Linked DNA regions of Anser cygnoides: region 1 is linked to region 2. Evidence: chromatin contacts called from public Hi-C data. All regions are on one chromosome and are shown on one strand. The core of a region is the stretch at or near the end of the contact, and the rest is flanking DNA. Distances in the headings are between cores, read along the strand shown.

What was found. A called contact is a pair of places that touch in the nucleus more often than the background predicts.
Region 1: a contact with region 2 is called in a Hi-C map of liver, with 11 times the contacts expected there. The contact joins two enhancer-like sites. A contact is called at or near these places in 2 of 7 Hi-C or Micro-C datasets (both in liver).

Annotation. Positions count from the first base shown.
Region 1 is chr6:31,401,821-31,408,513 of Taihu_goose_T2T_genome, reverse strand. No RefSeq gene overlaps it. Among named protein-coding and RNA genes, the nearest start is that of IGFBP5, 200 kb to the right of the region's middle. Within about 2 kb of position 5,358, at least 2 of the 3 cell types and tissues checked have open chromatin away from gene starts, as enhancers often do. A contact at or near this core is called in liver, where this site is marked.
Region 2 is chr6:31,132,988-31,139,077 of Taihu_goose_T2T_genome, reverse strand. All of the region lies in intron 1 of IGFBP2 (insulin like growth factor binding protein 2), which reads right to left. Among named protein-coding and RNA genes, the nearest start is that of IGFBP2, 13 kb to the right of the region's middle. Within about 2 kb of position 4,552, at least 2 of the 3 cell types and tissues checked have open chromatin away from gene starts, as enhancers often do. A contact at or near this core is called in liver, where this site is marked.

The sequences.
Region 1 (6,693 bases), core at 4,109-6,608, 270 kb before region 2:
AATGAAACAAAGCTGTTGGAGCTATCAGCTTAGTCCCTTTCATGAGCAATAAATTCACAATGAAAGCAGCAGAAACAAAGCTCTTCTAAAGAAGAGAAGAGAAGAGAAGAGAAGAGAAGAGAAGAGAAGAGAAGAGAAGAGAAGAGAAGAGAAGAGAAGAGAAGAGAAGAGAAGAGAAGAGAAGAGAAGAGAAGAGAAGAGAAGAGAAGAGAAGAGAAGAGAAGAGAAGAGAAGAGAAGAGAAGAGAAGAGGAGGAATGCTCTGAAAGCCTGTGTCCTAGAGATGCCACAGAAAGTCTGCAGACCCCAAATAATAGCCAATTATGCAGTGAAACAAGCCATTTGCATTACTTGTGGCTGGAAGATCCTCACAGTATAAGATCTTCAGCAGTTTGCTTTAAATCACCTCCTTTGTCTCTGTGCAGGAGAGAAGACTGACGTGCTGAATACATTTATTTTTTTTTTCATACAGCTGTTATTTTTGCATATAGCAAATAGGTTACCAGACCTGGAGCTGAACACAGGCTTCTTGGATTCCAGGTTACTGCATGACTCACAGCCTCTCCCTCTATCTGGTGTGAGTGCAGAAGAAACCCAGCTGCAGTCATACAGTGCTGTGCCCAAGGCACTTCCATTCTAAAGGAAAAACAGGGTTTTACACCTTTGGATGCACTGATTCAGCCATGCTGCTCTCAGACCAGGAAGCCTGACCCCTTGATACTGCCTGTTGCTCTGTGAACTTACTGCCTTAATTAGGACTTGCTCAGAGATCTCTGGCCTGCCTTTCTGTTGCTGGGTGGAGACATGCTGTGAGCTGAGGCTTTTTTGGGGTCTGAATTTTTTCCCTCTTTCCTTCCAGCAAATTGCAGCAATGCCTATTTCATGTGGTTCCACGGGGCTTCCCTTTGTAAAGAAAACTCATCAGCATTGCTAATATAATCATTCAGCAGTGCCATGTCAAAATGAGAGTAAATGAATAACCACAGTCTTTTAAACACATCTTTCTGTGCAAACAGATGTTTAGAAAGAATGCAATATGCTTCAGGAAAAAGCGTCAGCAAGCGATAATGTCTAAGTAGTTGAGGTCTGGAGCCTTACGCTAAGGGTATGGCCACTGCAGCCAATGGGGAGAAACGGAGAAAAACAAACTTCCTGAAAACTGAAGTTCTAAATTGTCAGCATCATTAATTTTTAGATCCTGCCCAGTTTCCATTTCACTGCCACCTCATCACCCCTCCTACAGTAGTGAAGTGCCTTTCAGTTTGTGGATTCTTTTATGGGTTTTCCAATGAAGGCATTGACTTCGTTAGAAATGTCGCATGAGAAATGTTTGCTTTTGTTTCTGGTTTTGTTTTGTTTTGTGTTGTTTTATGGCAGAGATGAACTATGTCATTGTACTCATCACTCATGTCCCTCTTCGGAGTAATCCACTGAACCAGACTGAAAATCACATACCTTTACTTGCAGCACCGTGCTTCAGAGCTTCTGCATAGCCTGAGTGTTTGTTGTGAAATAACCATCATGACCCCTTCCAGAGGACGGAATGTAGCATTTCTATAAGTGGCATCGTACCTTTTGGGTATGAATGACTTAAGTTAAAAGCACCACAGAGAGAAAGAGGAAATGAAATGTAACGCTGTCAATCTAATGCAACTACTTCTATGGCCTCAGTGTCTGAAGTACTTGAAGATTTCAGGTTTGTAAGATATTTCTCCTCCTAGTAAGCATTGCTGTTAATTTCCCATTTTGTGGAGTACAATTGAAGTATAACTCTCACACTTCAGTCTTTCCTCCTACCCTAATTTTAGATGTCTGCAAGGAAGATATTGCAGGCTAAGTAAGTTTTCCAAACTTGTTTACAAGGGGTGGAGACAAGTCACTTTCAGAAGGTGATTCCCCTGTCTAAACATACATGTCTAACCCGTTCCAAAATATTTCCCTGGAGATTCCTTTATTGGCCCTGTCATGATCTTTAACACCTTATTGTTAATGCACCTTCCTGTTCAAAGAGCTGATATTTGCTAATGGGATGTGGGAGTCCTCTGATATAGTATTTGTTGCTCTTATTAAAACAAGCAAACAAACGAACAAACACACTCACACACATACACACACACACAAAAACACCACCACAACAGATGGATTGTGTCTAGGACATAAGAATCTTTTGGGATGGTTGATTGACATTCTAGATACGTAAGGTAATTGTGAGGATGATTACTAATGAACCCAATGAAGTTTTAAGAAAAAAAAATATAAGACAAAAGGGTGTTTGTTTATTCCCAGCTGGGCTTCCATAGGGTCAAAGTATTACACCCATGAATCCCTAGTGTGTTCATATGGCTCTACATTAGTGTAGAAAAAGATAAGGTGGTGCCAACATTTCCATTATGCTGCTTCATTTGCAAAGTTTTGAAAGTCAGCCATAAATTAAAGCACTCTGGAAGACACTTTGGCAGATGGCATCCTGACTTGTGAGTAAATCTGGTAGATTTTGCTTTCCATTTACGTTTTTTGACATTTTTTTCTTAAAATGAAGATGAGAAAATGACTCTAGATAAACACAGGACCCAAAACATTATGACACAAAAGCATTACTATGGGCTAAAAGACCACTTAGCAGGAGAGAAGAATAATGATGTGCAAATATCTGAAGATCATCCAAGAAGAAAGATCAGTCATTCAGGGAGGTCCAGGGTGGAGGGGGGTTAACGCAAGATGTAGAGAATTAAGAGCAGTGGGTTGAGGCTGAGCAAAGGAAAAATTAGCTTGAGGAAAACTTTCCTAAGATTGGACTGGTCTCCCAGGGGAGGTGATGGAAACCTGATTGTTTGAGTCACACAGCCCTGGACTGGCCCTGTTTCTGAAGAACATGTTGCGGTGAGCTATCCCACACGGGCAGGGAGAAGGCCTGCGTACCTTGGAGATTTCCATTCCCCACTTGGATGACTCACTTCAAAGTGCAGGATGAATTTTAAGCTGGTGGGTTAACTGCCTGAGCAATGCTTGCCAGGACACGTGTCTCTCTCTGCTAGGAAGGGAAGACTTCATTGCGTAGAGAGTACTGTTGTTTCACCTGCTCCACAAGCATACAAGGAATCATCAGTTGTTAAGCCACCCCTACCCAGCAACACAGAAGATACATGGAAAACATTACCTTCCCTCCTTCTGGCCCTGAGAGCTGATGGGGTAAAAGAGGCCTTCTGTATGAAGTCATAAAATAAGTAGGAATGGAGGGGAGGAAGCTAGTTCAGTGCTTATGAAGACTGGGGATGTAACTTTTAGCAGTGTTAAAGGCATTTGTAAGAACCCCAAGAACCGTTTTCAAAAGCTGTTCCATTCAGCAGACCGAGTCACACCAATAGTTCATAGGTCTTCCTTTCTGTCTCTCTGCAGTTGCCTCGTGTTGTTCAGGAGAGGAATCATCTCTGCTTATGCAACCCAGATGAACCCCACCTTTTGATTGACCCTTAGCTACTAGATCACATACTGCTTTTGACAATTTAATCCAAACCTGATTCTATCCCTGGACTGTGATTTTTTTCTAGGTGGAAGGCAGAATCTCCTTTCTTTGAAGACTCTACTGTTATTCAGGCAACATAAAAACTGTTTCAACTACAGGACCCTCACTTTTCTCTTCCCTTTTCTTTACAGCATCTTGGAAGGCATTTCTCCAATTGCTCACTTTCTCCTACTGGTGCTGGGAACCGTTGGAAGCAATTGTTTGTGTTTGCAGTGGGTGGACCTACTTATTAATTCCAGCACTAAACACAGAAAGGCCGAACTCTTCATGAAATGAAAACCAACTCTATGACACCTCTTACCTATTCTTCCATAGAAATATAACACTTTGAGGTCTAAATGTGATTTGTGTCCCAATACACTGGAACATGTCCCAGTATCCTCAGGGCCTTAGGATCCTGCTGGTATGGTATTAGCCATCTTATTAAGCTAGTGGACATCTCCAGAGAAACTGCTATAGGTGTGGAAGACAGGTGAGTTACACAGTGTGTCACGATCATAGCTGTTGTTGTGGTCCAGGTTGGAAAGCTGGGTCTCAAACAACCTACCCTTTGAACCAAAGGGGTAACCTGAATTTTTCCACACAGAGGACTTAGCACAGGGCTGACAAGGCTGAGTGAGATTTCTCCAGGCCTTCTCTGAAATCCAACTCAAATGGCGTATTTCTTTCCCTGAGGAGACTATTTGCACGACTTTTCACAAATCTCCCAGCAACAATGATATAAATAAAACCCAATACAACTGTAGACTACAGAACAGTCTTGACAACTTGTCCTGCCCTTTCCTACAGGGGGGGCTTGTTCCATGCAATGCTACTTATATCGACATGGAAACTTTGGAGGTTTTTTTTTTTTTTAAATCTTGGCAAGGAAACAGGAAAAGCTCTACCAAGTTAATGATTAATGCAAGGAATCACATCCTCACATATTGAACAAATAAATACAAGCTAATATAAATAGGAAAATACTCCTGGAATTTGTCAGTCAGTGGTCTTATTATCTTGAGATCCAAAGCCAAAATTGCAGACTATGGTTTACAGATGCGTTTTCACCCTCCTCCTCCTTTTTCTTTTTCTTTTCATTTTTTTTTTTTTTCATGGCAGCTCAAAGGGGCTTGTGGCTTCCTTGCTAGGAATTGCTCCTCTGACAGAAAATTTGGAATTTGGTCCCCTTTTCAAATGAGTTTGGCAAATGTTAGTGAAAAGGTTGCTAGTAAATATTCTTTGAAAACATTTATAGGTTTCTGAGGGTGCATGAAAACAGTTTGGGCTGCAGTTCACAAAACTTCCACCCCACCAGAGACTTGGGAAATTCTTCACGATGTATTTTGCCCCAACTACTCCTCCGTTCCCAGAACACTTTCTCTTGAAAAGTCCCACATGTGAAAAAAGAAAGGAAGGAAGCAATAAGGGTAAAAGAATGTAAAAGGGATACAAGTTTTTACCTTTTCTTTTTTTTTTTTTAATCTGCTTATTTGAGTTTGGAGGAAATTAGGAAATTACAACCAGTGTCCCTACACATTTAGGTTCTCAGATCTCAGAAACAAGTTGTTATGAGCTTTTTTCTGGGATCACTGATAAAGTGGATTAAGAAGGTTCTTTCCTATGTACTATATTTTGTTAGTTTGGGCTGGCTTTTTCTGGTTTTGTTTTGTTTTTGTTTTGCTTTTGTTGTTTTTGTTGTTGTTGTTTGTAACCCACTAGACAGACTCTTAATTTCCTTGAAGCATTTAACCCTAATGCATCTTTTTCCTAGCTTTTAAATGATGACAGCCTGATTTAGGTGAGTTTGGAACTACTCTGGGTCTTCACTGTAGCTCCAAGTTAGAAAAGGTACTAGGTATGTAGGCATATTTGTCAGAATGACTATTCTCAGGATCAGGTTTGAATCGGTGCTATAGAAGCAGAAGATCCTGTGGTAGCCATCAGTATTCCTTCTGTACTCTGTGGCCATTAAGAAGGGAGAAGCTGGTGAACCTGTTCCTACTTTAGGGTTCATGAGGCTAAACTTGTGTGCCAAAATCTGTGTTTTGCATTATTAGAAAAATTTCCTCTAGATAATAGCCATTCTCCCAAAATTACTCATTAAAGAAAAGAAAAAGAAAGAAAGAAAGAAAGAAAGAAAGAAAGAAAGAAAGAAAGAAAGAAAGAAAGAAAAGAAAGAAATCCAACATACTACTGATTGTTCAGCAGAGAAATATTATCGAAGAGCTCCTCCACATAAGATATTTTTATTGAGCTCCTCTCCCTCCTTTGCTGCTTTGCATCTCTGAGTTGCACTTTGGTAAGACGAACCTTTGGTTGTAAGTCCCTCCAGGATCTCATGAAATGAGCATGATGGGTCTCAGTGCCCTTCTTTCTGGGCCAATTGTCAGGGTCACAGAAAACTCTCAGTACAGTTGGCAATCTCCTATTAGAAATCTCAGCTGGGAGGCCATGTAAACCACTGGCCAAAGCTGCAACAAGATTTGAGCCTGTTTCAAAGTTCAAAGGGGAAGAAAAACAAAAAAACTTTGCTAATTCCCAACATTTCTGCTGACTCAGCATCCAAACAACTGGAAATTTCTCCTTGACTGGGAGAGATGTGTCCAAACATAAAGCCTGGATCTGGCCACACTTCTGTGTTGTAAGAAAGTTTGTAACCAGACCTCCACTCTAAACTTGGCTCTCCGCCAATACTCACAAAGCAAAATGAAATCCCTGTTTGATTGTTTAATGCAGCCCAGGAGCTAGACACAGCCATGGTTTCAGATGGGAGAGTGGGGCTGGGAATATCATGGGCCAAAGAGTACACACTGTATTAGGCAATAATGCCAAGGGGTAGCAAACAACAGTTCAGGGACATAATAATTCACATTCAGGAAAAACCCAAGGGTCTGCTTCAGCCAGGGACTCACCTTTCTATTCATCCAAAAGAATCAGAGTCTCCCCACAAGACCCAAGTCTTCCCAAATTCTGATGTGAATATTGTGGATTCAGCAGAACTGCCCTGAAACTTTGAACTCTGGGAGATTTCCGTGTCAATAGTTTTGCTAGCTCTGTCCTTTTTCTAAACTTCCCTCAGAGCCCTCTCCAACATGTGCTCCAACTGTTTTAAGAGCCTTGGTTGCTGGGGTTTGCCACGTAATCAATTTACCATCCCCAAGCTTGGCTGACTTTGATAAAGAGGATTTA
Region 2 (6,090 bases), core at 3,303-5,802:
CCCCGGTTCCTCCAAAGAGCTCGGCACAAAGGGCCACTTTCTCAGCCGGGTTCAGTGGGTGCCAGCCCCGAAAGGGTGAAGGCCAAAACTCAACGACAGCAGAAACGCTAGGTCAGAAAACGGATATCGGCAGCAGAGGAAAGCAATTTGCACCGGTTTGAATTACAGGCGATGCAAAGCAGAGGGTAATTTGCATGCTGAGGAGACAGACAGTGCCCCAGGTAACAGGAATAAAGAGCGAGGAGATGCAGGGCCGCTGCCTCGGCGGCCCTCCTGCCAACCCAAACCGGGGCAGCTCCCGTGCAGGGTTGCCCCCCAGCCTCTGGAAGGGGATGGGCAGAGGTGCAAGAGCAGCCCGGGTGCAGGATTTGCACGTGGCGCCAAGCCACCCGCCCCAGCTTTGGGATGGGCTTTCAGGAATCCCTCATTTAGTTGGTAGGAGGGAGAGAAAAGAGATGACTACAGGTGTACCCATCCGGAGGGGCAACGACAGCCCCAGGAAAACCTTCTCACACAGCTTGAACATGACGTTCAAGTCCCACTGGTGTTCACCATCATGCTGCCCTCTCCATAGCTTTTGATGGCCTTCTCCTTACCCTGCTCTTGGAGGGGGAGAGCCAGGACTAAAACATCTCATCTCAGTACAGCTGCAACAAAAGGAGATGCTCTCTCCAAATGCAAGTAGAAAAAAAATCAAGGTAGTTAAAATGCTTGCACACATTTTTATAAAGCAACTCTGAGTTTGCACAGAAACCAGGACTGTGCAAATATGTGGCATCTGTATGGGGTCTTTTGGCTTGGCTGATGACCTGGAAGAAAGAAAAGTGGAAATAAAACTGGACATACAGAAAACGTTCTGGGCTTTTGTTTTGTTTGGTAGGTCAAAAAGGTCTGCTTAAGGTCAAACACGAGGCTTCTTTTTGGTGTTTTCAGAAGGAAAAGAAATAGAAGACCATGGTCAGTATCAGGGCTGGTGGGATGGAGGGAGCCTAAGTACCAGCAGTTCCACCGAGGAGGTACACTTGTGGCACAATTTCAGCAAAAACTGGAGAAACAATACAAATAAAAGCTACCAAATGGCTACAGCATTCAGGTGCATGGTCTGGAGACTGGATTTGGTGGACTTCCATGACCTCAAGTATCATCATTTGGAAAGACCACAGAGTTTGAATGGGGGACCTAAGACAGGCGGCGTTTACATCTCGGGCAAAGGGAAAGCTGGTGGTTGGCTATTTAGGGCCATTTTTGAAAGTATGGAGGATCTTCCCTTTCTTTAAAAATGCTCAGATGGGAGCTCTTTTTTTTTTTTTTTTTTTTTTGCTTCTGGTCTCCCTCGACATCTTTGCAAGCTTTTAATGTTCCTTTGGGCTCCCAAAGAGTAACCTCAATATCTCAAAGTTACTTGAATAAAAACTGAGATTTAGCTTATTTTTCTAGCTTTGTGGTTTTTTGTGTTTTTTTTTGTTTTTTTTTTTTCTTTTATGTCAGCCAAACTAAAATGATCAGCCCCAGCCACCACACACCAAGGCAGGACCCAACGCATGGACCCCACCACACTGCAGACCCGGAGCTGTCGCCTCCCCAGCTCCCAAGCGTGCGGCCGCAGCTCTCTGCTCCCAACCCTCCCACCCTGCCGGGACGGACCCTGCCGGCTGCTCTCTGTGCTCTCTGCAGGTCTGAGCAGGTCTCCACCGAGCCAGACGGGTCCAAATGAGCCTGCCAGCACCTGGGTGAAAATATGCAAAGTGAACCCGAGAGTGGGCGCAGGGGGAGAACGTGAGGCTGGCAGAAACACAGAGAGAAGAAGAGAGCACAGTACTTTATAGCAGAAAGAAAATAAACTTGCTGACCAAAAAAAGATGCAATGGGAAGAATGTACAAGGCTGTAGGGACAAAAACAGCAGCTAACAACGAAGGCAAGGGGGGATTGGGGTGAACACGTTGATCAGCATGGGTATAACGGTGTGTTTCTCTCTCAGCACCAAGGAGATCCCCGAGGGCCCCCAGAAGCCTTCTGCAAACAGGGACCAAGTTTTTGGCTCACCCACCAGGCTCTCAACCCAGAGAAGACCAGGTTTCTGCTGTTGGAAAGATCATCAAAATAAATTCCAAAAAATCCCCGGGGATTTTGCATTGGAGGTTTTCGGAGGTTTCTTCACCCCGGCATGTTCAAACTAGGCAGCACATGCCATGTGTGGCACCACCGTGGTTTCTGTAGTGTTCAGCAGCGGAGCACCTCGCAGGCTGTTTTAGTCTAAGAAATGCGGATGCAGAAGGGATGAGAGCAGCCCAAAACTGAGACGAGCTCCAAAACGAGGCCGCCGTACCCTATTCCAGCTACAGCCCTGCACTAGGGCCAGCAAAAGCCCTGCACGTTTTTTTTTCAGAAAGAAGCCAGGCAGTGAAAAGCCCGCAGCGGGAGCATTTTCCTTTCAGGCTGACCCGAGCCGTCCTGCATACCCGCAGCGAGGGCACGGCCACGGGCAGCCAGCTCGCCCGCTCCAGGAGGGGAAAGGGGAAGTTAATTTTTGCCGTCAAAAGAAAATAGGGAGTTCTGTTCCGACAGCAGGAACGTAGCCGTGACATTTAGTCACTTGCTATTTCTGCTTCCCGGGTACATCCCTCTACACAGGAGAGACAGGAGTCCTCCAGGCGGCCCCACAAAATGCGTTTGCCCAAACTTCGGTGTCTAAACCCACACCGAGGTCCCTGCGTGAGGGCAGGGTTTTGGGGGGAGGTCAGGCTCCTCAGCTCGGTGCCCGGGCAAAGCAGGCTGCCTCTGAACAGATGCATGGAAAAAGGGCGAACCTGCAGCTCTGGCCTAGGGCTGCCCGGGGTCTGACTCACCAGCCCAAAACAGCAAACCCAGCCACGCCACAAGCCGGGGCACGACAGCAGCACCGCACCGCATTAGTGCAGGTTCAGCAATGAGGAGACCAGTGCTCCCCTGCTCTGAAGTGCAGCCGTTCACCACCGCCGCCATGGGAAAACCCGCATTTGCTCCATTTTTGGCTGCGACAGCCCGTGATCCTACTGCGCATGCTATCGTGGCAATGCTCTTGCAACAAAACCAACACCCCCAGCCCAAATTCCAGCTCTCCGATCAGGACACCACCTCGTCCCTGATGTCCCCATCCCTCTTGCACTGCCTGGAGGCACAGGCTGTGGCTGTTTGCCCTCCAGGCACCGTGCATGCCTGCAGGGTTGGAGAGAAAAAGGGTGCAACCGGCTTGAGGTAACTCCCGTGCAGGGCAAACTGCAAGCTCCGAGCCTTGCACAACAAGCCCAGGTCCCGGCGTCAGGCGGCCAGCCCAGCCCAACCCAGCCCTGCCCCGCTCCTGCTGCTGACACTGCTCAGCCCACGGCTGCAGGGATTTCCAAGGCACAGCCCAGTCTGCTGCCCGCTCACAGGGACGCCTTCCTCGCCCCCGCCGATTGCAGATGCTTTCCGCCATGCAGATCATTAACGGCTTTTTCATGGAGAAATCTGGGGAATTCCTCCCATTAAAAATATCTCCTAAATCTGATGGCACCCACAATGGACTGCTTCGAGAGAAAAGCTGCAAGAGCTCACTGCAGAAAATATAATTTTTTATGGCAGTGGACAGTCCAGAGTGGATTGTAAATTCTCCCACAGGAGCATTCACACACTCAACACATAGCTCAATGTCAGACCTGAACATGGGTAGTGATGACGGGACACAAGCAAGATGCATAATTCAGCTGCCTAAAATGCAGCCTCAGCATGGGATGCCATGAACAGGTTATGCATTCAGGCAACTATCCCCACATGGGCAGGGAAAAAAAAAATAAAAGAACTGGGGAAAAAAAAGGGGAAAAAAAAAAGGCAGAGTCAGTTAAATATTTATAGGGGGCCTCTGCATTTCAGAGGGGAACAGATTTTATGTCAGCTGGAAGATTTTGGCTCTGCCTGGGCAGATCACCGCCAGGGGAAAGGACACCTCCTGGATGGGACCTCCCTTCTCACCGCGGCTGCTGCTCCCAGACACACGAAGCGATGAGAGATGACAGCAGGTAGCAAACTGGATTTGTAAGAGCAACTCCAGATTGGTCTTATGCATGGAGATCTTCCTACCCAACGCCTCAAGACACAGCAGTCACGTACACGGCTGAGGGTTGGCTCGCTTCCCCAGCACTTGAAGCCCCGCTGCTGGAAGTCAGGAGGGTAACTCAAGGCAAGGCTCACCCCATACTCACCCTTTCCATGAATTCCCAATTTACTGGCCACCACCTAAGGCAGGATTATGGGTCTGATGGACTTTTGGCCAGCCTGGTGTGCTGCCAGGTCATATCCGCACTGCCCAAACATTTTCAGCACGGTCTGAATTCGCAAAGGTCTGTTTCAGGACACGAAGGGCCAGCCCAACGGCCAGGGGTTAAGGTAACAAATCCTTGAAATCAGACTGATAAAAAGACAGAATAAACACAAAACAGAGGTAAGCAAGGACTGAAATCAATAACAATCATTACTAGAAAGTCGGAAGCTGTCCAACCAGCTGAGATTAGAAGAAAGCTCTCTGCATTATCATTTTTTTACTCTTTTCTAACAGGCAAATTTTGTTAAAGCTGAAAGATTTGTGATTAACCCGTTGTCAGCTCAGCTGGCCTTAGTCCCTGTAGGATGAGAGTCGTAGTTCCCAAGAGGCCTGAGCACAAACCAAGCCACTTTCTGTGCGGTGGGACCTGCCGGAACCTGATCACCTCCCTGGTCAGTTTTGCCATGTTCAGCTCCAAAACAGGAGAAAAAAAAAGCAAGCAAGTCAAGCCCCGGTCCACAAAGGTGGAGCTGCTCAGCTCCACCTTTAGATTCAAATGGAGAACCCCCTGTCCATACACAAGTATCTGAAGCAATATTCATAAAGCAAACACTGGAATGACCGGCAAGCAGGGCTCACTTTGCACACCTGCCCCTTACCAACAGGCAAATCTCAGGACATCAGTGCTTCTAAAAAAGAGGTTCAAATAAAACTGAGCACACTGAGTCCACTGAGTACATTTGTTTAAAAAGCTACGTGAAACGCGGTAAGTATTTACAGACAGACTCCCCACAAACGTAAGCAAGGGAAAGTTATCAGCTCTGGGCTCCCAAAATATTTACTTAGTTCACAGTTATTCTGGCTACTCTTGAGTAGCTCTTTCCAAAGTCACGTGCTGTCATTTTGATGGCATTCCCTTGACCAAAACTCAGCCGCAGAGGACCCTTTCCCATGGGTGTTTCCAAGCACTTTCCTACCACAGACACAAATAGGGTCCTTGCAAGGCAGGAACAGCACTATGGAAACTCATCACAGAGGTGGGAGACAGCTGAAGGTGCACGGCCTCCACCGTAAAAATCCAAGGGTCAGATGTGAACGCTACATAAAACTGAAACTGCAGGAGTAATTAAAAAACCTATTTGAATGGCGTAAGCTGAGCAGGGGCCAAGAGGCTGAGAGAAGACACCCTTGTAGAGCAGGCTGGGGCATTTTAGTGGCTGCAATTGATCTAAAACTTGGGTTCAGATCTCATCTGGCCAAAAGCCACAGCTTCAGAAGCACGTCTGGTGGAGGATGTCGGTGTACTCTGCACGTTTCCTGACAAAGGCTTGGGATACCAGTTCTTATTTTTAGTACTATTTTCATTTCTTCAAGTAATGAGTTCAGTGTTTCAGGCAGCCCTGGAGGAGCAGGAAGGACATGTCCTGTAATAAAACTAATTAATTCATGTGGAATTTCTAGCCATTATTATGAAAGTGGCCAAATTCCTCACTCCTGAAAAGCTGCCAAAATAGCCATTAATCTGGCTGTGGTCACGAGCAGGATTCCTGTGGCCTCCTTCAACACTCGACTGGCCCCCAGGACAGAGACTGCAGAAACCCAAGCGGATGTTGTGATTTCCTCGCACCGACTCCCACAGCCCGAGCTTTACTAAATAGGACCATTGCCTTACAGGGCTCCGTGCCAAATTCCTCCCGGTGCCCCCAGACCAGACATGCCTCAGTCATGTGCACAAAGGTCGAGACCTGCCAGACCTCCAAAATCAAGCAGTTTGACGGCATTAAAAGCCCTGCAGACCAACCACTTCCACCCA